2 separate regions of the Rattus norvegicus genome follow, and region 2 is linked to region 1. Evidence: chromatin contacts called from public Hi-C data. All regions are on one chromosome and are shown on one strand. The core of a region is the stretch at or near the end of the contact, and the rest is flanking DNA. Distances in the headings are between cores, read along the strand shown. Region 1 overlaps Cmss1 (cms1 ribosomal small subunit homolog). Region 2 has its middle 31 kb from the start of Tmem30c.

What was found. Hi-C and Micro-C count contacts between places; a contact is called where the count stands out from the background.
Region 2: a Hi-C map of Schwann cells shows a contact between it and region 1, with 4 times the contacts expected there. The contact joins two enhancer-like sites. A contact is called at or near these places in 3 of 12 Hi-C or Micro-C datasets (Schwann cells, hepatocytes and prefrontal cortex) and 1 of 1 datasets of contacts at active chromatin or transcription factors (oligodendrocytes).

What each region holds. Positions count from the first base shown.
Region 1 is chr11:56,597,539-56,602,820 of GRCr8, reverse strand. All of the region lies in intron 1 of Cmss1 (cms1 ribosomal small subunit homolog), which reads right to left. The region is part of intron 1 of Filip1l (filamin A interacting protein 1-like); the gene reads left to right. Among named protein-coding and RNA genes, the nearest start is that of Filip1l, 46 kb to the left of the region's middle. Within about 2 kb of position 2,495, at least 21 of the 93 cell types and tissues checked have an H3K27ac peak or open chromatin away from gene starts, as enhancers often do. A contact at or near this core is called in Schwann cells, where this site is marked.
Region 2 is chr11:56,737,075-56,742,356 of GRCr8, reverse strand. No RefSeq gene overlaps it. Among named protein-coding and RNA genes, the nearest start is that of Tmem30c, 31 kb to the right of the region's middle. Within about 2 kb of position 2,701, at least 17 of the 93 cell types and tissues checked have an H3K27ac peak or open chromatin away from gene starts, as enhancers often do. A contact at or near this core is called in Schwann cells, where this site is marked.

The DNA of each region.
Region 1 (5,282 bases), core at 1,246-3,745:
GCATTAACTGAGTTTGTAGCTCAACAAAGATTCCAGAGTCAATGGGGGATGTGGTGGTTTGAGTGATGAATGTTCCCCATAGTATGGGCATTTGACTAACTGGTCCCCAGCGGTTGGTGTTTTTCTGGGGGGGGTTAGGAGGTGTGGCCTTGTGGGGAGAGAATATCACTGGGCACAGGCCTTGAGACTCAAAGGCTATCACTGCTCCTATGTGCCTTCTGTGTTTCACGTTTGTGCATTGAAGATGTGAGCGCACAGCTTCCTGGTCTGGTTGCTGTGGGAGGTGTGCTGGCTGCTTGCTGCCACTCCTCACCACAGTGGACTCTTATCTCTCTGGAACTGCAAACACAGATACACTCTCTTCCTTAAGTTGCCTTTGGTCACCATGCTTTATATAGCAACAGCAAAGTGACAAGCCCATGGCCACTCAGGAGCCTGTGGAAGTGCTAAGAAGGGACAGGAAGAGGGGGCGATGGCACAGTTTATTCTGTTTGAAGAGGGACCCCTATTTTGGGTCAAATTGTGAACGTAGGAAATTTTCCCATTTCTTAGATGATATCTGGAAATGAAGGCAGACTCTGGGTGAAAAACTCCCATATTCTGTGTGGCTGTTTCTCAGTGGGCCTGTGAGGGTTAATCAGACTCCATGTTTGCCCTTCTGCACAAAAGTGCCCCTGAGTAAGAAGTCTGTTTGGGACACATACTTTTCAGGTGTTTCTCTGTAGAAAGAAAACAGTCTCTTGAAGCAGAATATCCTTGGAGTAAATAGTATGACCGTCTATGAATATAGTCATAAGGAAACCTTCATGGTCTACCCCAGGATTTCAGAATTCCATCTGGACCCCGGGTGGTTAACAAGCAGTTTCACATTATTCTTGCTTTAATCACCACTACCCACGACATCGCCAAAACATTTATTTAGTCTGTTTTTAATCTCACCACATGGCAATGACTGCCCACATAAACAAAACACTTTAGCACTATACGAATTCTTTGCAACGGAGACCCCTGGAGGGAGAGAAATGTGTAACTGCTACCTGAACCATACTGAATTTTCTGTAAGTGATTTCATAAGTGAGTGATTGACTCTCATTCACAAAGGGAGGAGGAGCAATAAAATCTCCAAAAAAGTTGTGGAAGGACATTTTGGGTTTACACACATGCCACAGAAAATCGTGAGAGCTCTGGCAGCTCCTAACTGTCACGAGACTAGATACAATGCAGCTGTGGAGAAATAGGGAGGGAAGAGAGACAAGAATTTCTTTCGGTGTAAAAGTCAGGTATGTTCCCCACACTGTCCATGGTGGAGGTTAAAGTATGCCTTAGAATCATCTAGAGGATTTCTGAGTAGTGATTTTCAACTTGCAGGGGCAAAAAGATTGGCTAGCTCATTCCCACCCCAGAGATTTGGATTCAGTGGTAACTATGGGCCTGGATAATGTGCATTTTTGATGCTGATACCTGATACACACAGGATCAGCTCACATTCTGAGCAACAAAGAGGCAGCATCCGCAGCAAATTGCCAGTAAAATATCACACGAACTGCTCAATGTGTCTCTCCACCACAGTACTGTCTATACATCCCCACCTTACAGTGTATTCCTTTAATCTCATCCTCCTCAATGTCATTAGACACTGTATGTAAGGCTTCATAACACACAGCACACAGCACCAGACTTTGCTATGCACATGGCTTGGGTGTGTGCATAACATATATTTGTAGATAGACCTTGCACAAGCAGTATCAAAATTAGATTTTTGTTTGTTTATTTGGGTTCCTTACTTTTTATTCAAACGTTTGATTTCCAAACTATTTACTATGTGAAAATTCAGCAGAATCTCTTCAAAAATTAGCTGTTTGGTCATGTGAGTCATATGTGGTAGATTACAACATGGAACTTACTAGAAGTATTCTTATACATGAATGCCACCTGCCAGCCTGCCCTTAATGACTGTGACGTTAGAGAAAAGCACCAAAAGGAAATCATGTATACCATATGAATTGTGAACGTTTTCCAAGTCTCTGGTCAGTGTCTTTCTTCCTTCATTCCGGACCTATGGAGAATTAGGAGAACCTTAAGGACGTTCTGTGAGCCTAATACTGGGATGTAATGATTAAAACTAAAAGAATGGAAACCAGCTATGCCATAAACTAAGTCAACAGCCCAAGTGCACTGAATCCTGGCAAATTACATTGGTCCTACACCTGAGAAGTGGTGTCGAAGTTAAAGAAAAAGAAGCATCATGTACTGTATCTGTGTGAGGCTGTTGGGAAGGGAAGTTGGAAAAAGCCAGTGGAAGCCCAGAGTTGGTGACAAATTGGTCCTTTAAGATACACAGGAAATACTCAGAGGTTTCTGTCTGTTTAGTAAGTTAAACTGCACAGCAGAATTCATGAAATGTTTACTTTGATACATCCTCCTCCTTCCCAATCCATGAAATCCCAAATACATTCCCAGAAGACAGCTCAGTAGCCTTAAAAGGAAAGAGTCCTTGGAGGCTGAGAGCAGACTTCAGACTCACTTTCAAAGTCCCCATTGTTTCTGGGCCTTAGAGAACAGACAGGCTGAAAGAAAAACAACTCTGAACAATGCCTCCACCAGCCCTTCCAGAAGCGTAAGTCAGTTGGGTCTGAGAGAATTTAGAAGCAGTTTTTTTTTTCCACCCTCCAGTGTGAACACTCGGTACCGGCAGTAAGGGCTCTGACAGATCTCACTTCTAAGTTCTGGGGACACACATGTAGCATGATTTTCACATCTGGTTAGACTGATTCGTATTCTCAAATACCAGAACACATCAGTCCATCTTGAAATGCTCCATTTTTACAGAAAGAAATGTCATGTTTTCAAAATTTGTTTTGTTTCTGCCTCATGCTCAGAGTTTTGGTGAAGTTTTATATGGGTGACTTCTTTTCTAATCTTGCAAACTATATCTAATAAATAAAATAACGACCATGAGCCAAGTCTCCAAATTAAAGTAACCCTTCAAGATGGTCAGACTCTGGGTTAGTAGATATTCTGATCGGAATATTGTTTATAGCTGTTCAGGGTGAGGCAGAAGCTCAAAGGTGTTTAACTCTGGTTAGACTTGCTTATAAAGAAGAAAGGAATTTAAAGTGAGAAATCACAATCACCATGTTTGGAGTTGCTCGTCAGATGGCATGCTGCCAATTCACAAAATGGTAGAGACACACTATCATTTACAGCACAAACAGCCACGTATACAGTAACAGTCCTCTCATTCTTCATGGTAGGCCATGATTACTGTTCTGCTGAGAGTGGAGACAACGTTACATTTCCTATAAAGGAAAAATTATATTGGAGGAAAAAGAAAAATAAGAGGAGGTAGTATGGGTGACTTGTAAACAGGTGGTACAAGTGGAGTTCTAGGGTGAGCTGGCTTAAGAGTCAGCGAGTAGTGAATGTGGAGGAAAGAAAGAACAGTGGGAGCCAAGTCTCCGTTACAACTACAGCTCAGGGTCCTCTGCGAGGCCCCTGCAATCTCATCTTGAGGATACACCTTCCCCACCCGGGCAGGCTGAGGTCTAACTGCCTGGAGTGCATGCTCCCCTCCTTAGCCTTCCTTTCCTTTTCTCTGAACTCCTCCTCCATTACACACTGAGCCACACACTGAGGCTCTTAGTCATGTGGGCTGCATTTTAAGTCAGTGACTTCATACATGTGTAATCTACCTCACTAACCAGAAAGTAACTTTGCGAATGGAGGCTCACTGGTTCAATTCAGCCTGCATACATGTTTGCTTGGCCCACTTGATGCATTTGAAGAACTGGAATTAGTTGCTAGCCTCCCCTGCTTCCTCCCAGAATCAGGAGGTGGAACACACACAAAATCTGGGTTTCTGATGTGTCTTGGGAAACCGGAAGCTCTAATGCTGTTGGGCCAGCATTCCGGGTTGTTTCAAATGACCTGAGGCTCTTCAGATGTGACTGAGCTGCCACTTTGACTTTGTCCCAGTCTCTCCTGGGCCTGTTTCCTTCTTGCTCACTCCCAGAACGCCTGCTCTTACGGCTGTTTAGATCTGTGACCTCTGACCTGTATTCTACATCTACAGAGGACAAAGCCTTTATCTTCATCTTCCTGGAGTCTAGCACAGTGCTGTTGATGTGTCAGGTGTGAAAGCACTTCTTCCTCAAAGTTCAAAAGCAAAGAAGCATATGTTTAGAAGTGACAGATCATAAAAATGAGGATAAAAAGAAGCAAATGACAAACGTGCTTTTCACTGTCTCCAAACGGATGTCGAAGGGTAGACCCTGTTCTGTTGTAGCTTCAGAGGACGGTAACTTTTAAATCCCTGTAAGAGGATTTAAAAAGGCCATGTGTTTGAATGCTAGCTTCCCTGACTCCCTGGTGGGTTTCAGTCTTTCGGCGATGAAGTGGAGTTTCAAGCTGTACTCCGCAGTGCTGACGAAGTAGCAGAGCGATTGCCCCAAAGCAGTCCTATTTCCCATCTATCTGTGAAATCTCAAAGGAAAATTGCAAGAATGTTGCTCAAGACCTTCCATGGATTTCTACCAGATGCCTTGCTGCAGCTGCAGCTGACTATGGCACTCAAGTATGAGCTGGGTTAGGAGGACAGGGTTCCCTCAGTGTTAAACAGGCTTCAGGACCACACCAGCTTCAGAGAATCCCAGGAATGTTGGGGCTTGCCTGCAATTTCAGTGCGCTGGAGGCTGAGGCAGGGAGATCACCAAGTTCAAGGACAGGCGGAGTCATATATATAGTCAAGCTCATTCGCCAAAGAAGGGAAGGAACTTCGAGTACTTCAGTGGAACCTTGCTCCCCCCAAGCTTGCAAAGAGTCCTGGGTTTGATCCTGTTAGCTTCTGATGACACTGAGACTCAAGAGAAGACTTGCTTTTAACTGTGTTCTAAGGAAAGACATTTTTCAGCATCTGCCTTCTGATGAAATTTTAGGGCCAGCGCTTCTAAGTTTGAGGACAACTGAACTGAGGTGGTGACAAGGTGCTCAAGATGTCAGAGGATAAAAAGATGATAGAGACTTCTTGACCTGTTTGTTTTGGAAATCTGTACATGAACTGCAAGCCAGAGGAACCAATGCCCAAGCAGTTAGCATTTTGGGTTTGCATAGCTCCAGCTGCCAGGACAGAGAGGAGGTCACTAATGGGAAGTCTGCAGGAACATCCAAGAACAAACATCGCCCTCACTGATTATTGGGCAAACTGTCTCCGCCTACTTGCGGAAGTGACCTCATGAAAACCATACCCATATAAGAGTGGAACTGGGCAGTTTCACTCCCCAAAC
Region 2 (5,282 bases), core at 1,452-3,951, 140 kb before region 1:
CAAAGACCTAGGTCTGTATGATCTGGCTAGAATGGCATACCTTTAATACCTCTGGCTGGAATACAGAGGTACCCTTCATCCATGCCTTTAATCTCAAACAATGAAAGAAAAATGAGTTCGTAGAAGGAAATGAGTTCGTATTTGAAGGTGACGTCTAACTGAAGGCAAAGTGACGAATCAGAGAAAGATCTGACTGAATGAGTCAGAGATAGGATATCTCATGAGAACAGCACAGGAAAGAGAGGTGACTTAAGAAAGCAGTGCCGGAGGTGGGGTGAGGAAGGCAGTTTTGCTGGGACAATTTTACAAAGAATGATAAAATGGAATATGCAAAGCAGTCCTGGACAGATCATGGTGGCAACAAGTCTCACGTGTGAGATTTTACTGGTAGAGGCAGCCTCTGAGTGGGGTGAGAGAGACGAGGAGGAAAGAGGGACTATGGGTCAGGGGACATGTCTTTTATCTGGGTAGTGATTCATGTGGTGCATGCACAAGAGGGGCAGCACTGTCACCTAGACAGGTCTCATAGCCATGGCAATGGGAGCTGGCTCTAGAGAGTTTCTGGCTGTACACGGATACACCTGATGCTAACAGAGAGAACAAGATAAACAAAAGTGAAGACAAACTAAGCCAGAGAATGAGAAGGAGCCGGCAGATTAGAACTTATTGCCAAACTTAGTTGAGGCCAAACAGAGCAATTCAGTGAGAAGCCAAGAGAAGCCAGCTTGAATCAGTCAGCTTGGAGAGGAGTTTTAGCAACAACATCTGAGTTGAACTAGCCAGCCAGTGTTCAGAAAGAGCAAGAAAGGGTGAGTTAATTCAATAGTAAGCCTTGGAGATGACAATTACATCTGTCAAATAAAAGTTACATTTGCAAGTAAGTAAATGTGGATTGAATTTAAGTTTCCTAATTTCCCTTGATGTTTCCCAGAAAAGCTAATTATATTCTTTAGACCTAGAGACAGCAAACAAATTCCTTCCCATTTATAGAACCTGGAGGACTTTAACTGCATACCAAGGCCAGGAAATTTAGCAGTCAACAAATTGAATGTATGTAAATCTAATTGTCTAAAGTCATCCAAACACTGTAAATAAATCATCCTATTTTTGGTATCAACACTGTACCCATTGTATATCATCTGTACTCTTGCCACTATTTATATTTTATGATTTTTTATAATTTTAAAAATTATATTATTTATTTACTGTGTGTGTGCATGAGAACGTACATAAGGGTCAGAGGACAACAATCTCTCCTTATCACGTGGGACCCAGGGATCTCACTAGTCTTGGCAGCAATAGTCTTGATTCACTGAGCCATCTCAGTGGCTCTATGCTAGACTTCTTAAGAGCAAATTCTAGACATTGTGATTTCACCTATAAATACACTAGTCTTTTGAGTAAAAAACAAAACATAACCATAATGCTGGTACTGTTATCGAAGTGAATTAGTACTCTCATCTCCTTTGGTCTAAAATTTACTATTTGAAATTTTAGTTCTTTATGTTATGTGTATGGATATTTTGTCTGCATGCATATGTCTATGCATCCTGTGTGTGCCTGGTGCCCACAGAAACCAGAAGAGGGCATTGGATCCCAGGACTGGAGTTATAGACAGTTGTGAACTACCATGAGGATCCTCTGAAAGAATAGCTTAACTGCTGCTCCGTCTCTCCAGCCGCTGGTCTACAGTCTGTTTAAACATCTCCATTCTGCACCAAAGGTACCATTGTCTTGATGCTGTCCTCAATTTGTTCCTTACCTTTTATTTGCAATTTCATTTCACTTGCACAGGAGGGCAGAGGAGGAGTTTTCTGTTTTTCCTAGAGTCTTTAATTTGGGCTACTGACACAGTTCTTATTAGATCCTTGAAAATGACTTTATTAAAGGGTCACAAACAAGGGAGATGGGTGACGAGAAGAGGAGGCCATGAAAGAGGCCGCTGGACATTTGGTATATCACAAAGTCCTTTCCTTGAGTCAGTTAACTTTTCAGTTTTAGTTTGGGGAGGATATTTGACCCCATGGAATTAGGAGTTCTTACATTTGCCAAATTGCTGAGGCCAGTGAATATCCTCATAAAAACGTGTCCAAATTTGGGGCCACAGAGGAGTCTCTGTGTGAGTTATTGCTCCTGAAACTTCCACACAGCTGTCTGTGGAGAGGGAGGGATGGAGGTCAGGTTTCTTGGATGAGCTGCAGTCAGTTTTCTGAGGATGTGGTTGATCCCAGAAAATACACAGCTAATTTATAAGAGGCTCGGAAGAAGGCAGCTGCCTTGAAGAAAACACACTGAGAATTCTAGAGGTCAAGAAAAGACCTCAATTCTTATGGGAAATTCTTACTGCTGTGTACCAAAGAAGTCTGTAGGAAACCATGGGGCGTCTGAAAGCTCCTGAAAATGCTATGTTACTTTACCTCTTAGACAAAAGGAGTGGAAAGGCAGCAATCTTTAAATACAAACTCTGCTCCATACCGGCTGGAAGGAAGGCCCTCCTCCCTCTGGCACTCACGTATCCCAGGATTTAACCGTTCTTTTCAGTTTAACAGAGTCCAACAGGGTAGATGCATACATCAGTAAATTCTTATATGTGAATTATTTTCATAGTCTTTGAATCTTTAGAAGCTAATAAATCACATTAAACAGAGCCCTAGATTATCTGTCTTCCTTTTTAATGCCTCTGCAAGACCATGCATTATCTCACAGGATCGGAATGTGACAGATTCTATTTTGAATCTTCCAACGACTCTTTTCACTTAGCCTTTCTGAGACCCAGAGTTGAAAAGAATTTGTGCAACCACGAGTCACCCCCCCCCCCCCCCCAGTTCACTGGGCCTTTCAGTTCTGGTTTCAAAGAGGTCAGTGTCTTCTTCAGAGCCATGTAGACACTTGAGCATGTTCTCAGGAGAATGCAATCCTTGTGCTGAGAACTTATCTACAGAGAATCCTTCACAGAGCTCTATCTAGTGATATAGAGTCTTGTCTGTGGCCAAAAGATGCTCTAAGCACTTAAAGACCAGGACTGTTTCAGTGAACCCAATAAACCCTAATTAATGAGACTTACCATTGACACGAAGACTGCCTAGTTCTGATGAAACTAGCAAGACAGAAGTCTTAAAAAAATGTATGCTGCCCAAACTTGTTAGGATATACAGCTGGAAGATATATTCATCGTCATCCTCCCCTGCCTCTGTTGTGTGTGTGAGTGGGGGCGGGTGTTGATAGTGGAAAGTATGGTGTGCCTGTGTGATAGCCACAGTCCTGTCTCGGTAAATCTGACTATTTTAGCTATCTCATTAGGGAAATCTTCCAGTGCGTGTCTTGTTTCTGTAACTGGCTTGTGTCAGATGTGACAGTGTCCTCATTGCTCAACCCTCTTTTCCAGTTTCCATCCCTTCTTTAAGAACTCACTCCCACTTCTTTGCACAGACACCTGGCTAACTTTTTGGCCACTGCTATGAGCATGTACACGAAAATGTGTTTTCAGATCTTGCTTTCTAATAGTTTTTTTTAACTTATGTGTATAGGTGGTTTGCAATTTATAGATAAAATTGTCTTCAAAAGGCCATAGAAAATCACGCAGGTGATAACTGTACCTGTTGGCCTCATCTTAGATGTCATTTATTCTGACATGAAATTCTTGCTTTTTCACCAGTCTTGTGAGACAAGTTGTCTTGGTTCCTTTTCCTGTTGCTGCGATAAAATACTCTGACCAAAGCTACTTAAGGTATAAAAACTTTATTTTGCCTTACAGTTCATGTATACAGTGCACCATGATGGGAAAGTCAACCGCAGGAACTGGTCACATTGCACCCATAGTCAGGAGACAGAGAATGGAGTCCTCAGCTCACTTCCTGCATTTTATACAGTTTGGGGAACACTGCCAGGAGCCGTGGCCAAGCCTTTCTACCTCAATTAACCTAAGAAAGCCTTCACCGGCTTTTCTAGAGGCTAGCCTACACTTCCGTCCCACCTAGGTATGAGTGGAGGCTTGTCTCCTAGGTGTGTCAAGTTGGTCGTGTTAACCACTACACAGCACTCGGCTTCTCTTGAAAGCGATTTAGTAAGGAGGCACATCACTCGAGAATGTCAGGGAGAGGTTTCTGTTTTTGTTTTGTTGTTTTGTTTTTTTAATGCAGATACATAGTTTCCCCAACACCCTTTGTTAAAAGACTCTTTCCCTTTACAAAACAGTTTTAGCTTTGGTTGCAAGTCTTCCAATCATATATGTGAGAGGTTATATATTCAACGATTGAATTGATGATCTGTGTCTGTAGGAATTACCATGGTGGTGAATTCTTTTTCGTTTTTCTTTTTGGTTATCTGAAATCAGAATGTGAGACCTCTTTTGTGTGGCGGCTTCTTCTTCTTCTCCTCCTCCTCCTTCTCCTTCTCCTTCTCCTTCTCCTTCTCCTTCTCCTCCTCCTCCTCCTCCTTCTCCTCCTCCTCCTTCCTCTTCTATTTCCAGATTATATTGGCTATTTAAGGCTCTTTGAGATTCTATGTAAATTTAGGCTAGATTTTCCTATTTCTGTACAAAATGCCACTATGGTGCTGATAGGATCAGCAGATCACCTTGAATAATCTTTTAATAAGCATTAAACCTTTTTTTTTTTTTTTTGGTTCTTTTTTTCGGAGCTGGGGACCGAACCCAGGGCCTTGCGCTTCCTAGGTAAGCGCTCTACCACTGAGCTAAATCCCCAGCCCCGCATTAAACCTTTTTAAGAAAAAAATTTATTAGTACACTGTAGCTGTCTTCAGACACACCAGAAGAGGGCATCAGATCTCATTATAGATGATTGTGAACCACCATGTGGTTGCATCTGAACTCAGGACTTCTGGAAGAAGGCTCTTAACTCCATCTCTCCAGCCCCCAACATTAAGCCTTTTACTCAATAAACTTGTTGCTGTCTTTTTCCAGTGTTTTATAGTTTCCAGTGTAAAATTGTTATTTCCTTGTTTTTGCCTCCTATTTGTGATACTGTGGGTTGAAATTTTTGTAAATTCCTTTTTGGAATTGTTATTGCCAAAGTTTAAAAAATATAGCTGTTTTTTTGTGTGTATGTTGCATCTGGCAGCTTTGCTGAATTTCTTAGTTTTGGTGTGTGTGCACGGGCATGAGAAATCTTTTCTGCATGTAGGATCCTGTTGATGAAATCGTTTGGGAAAGGTTAGGAAGTGTGGCCTTGCTGCGGCAAGTGCATCGCTCAGGGTAGGCTTTGAAGATTCAGAAGACTCGTGCCATTTCCAGTGTGCTCTCTGCTCCCTGTTTGTGGACAGAG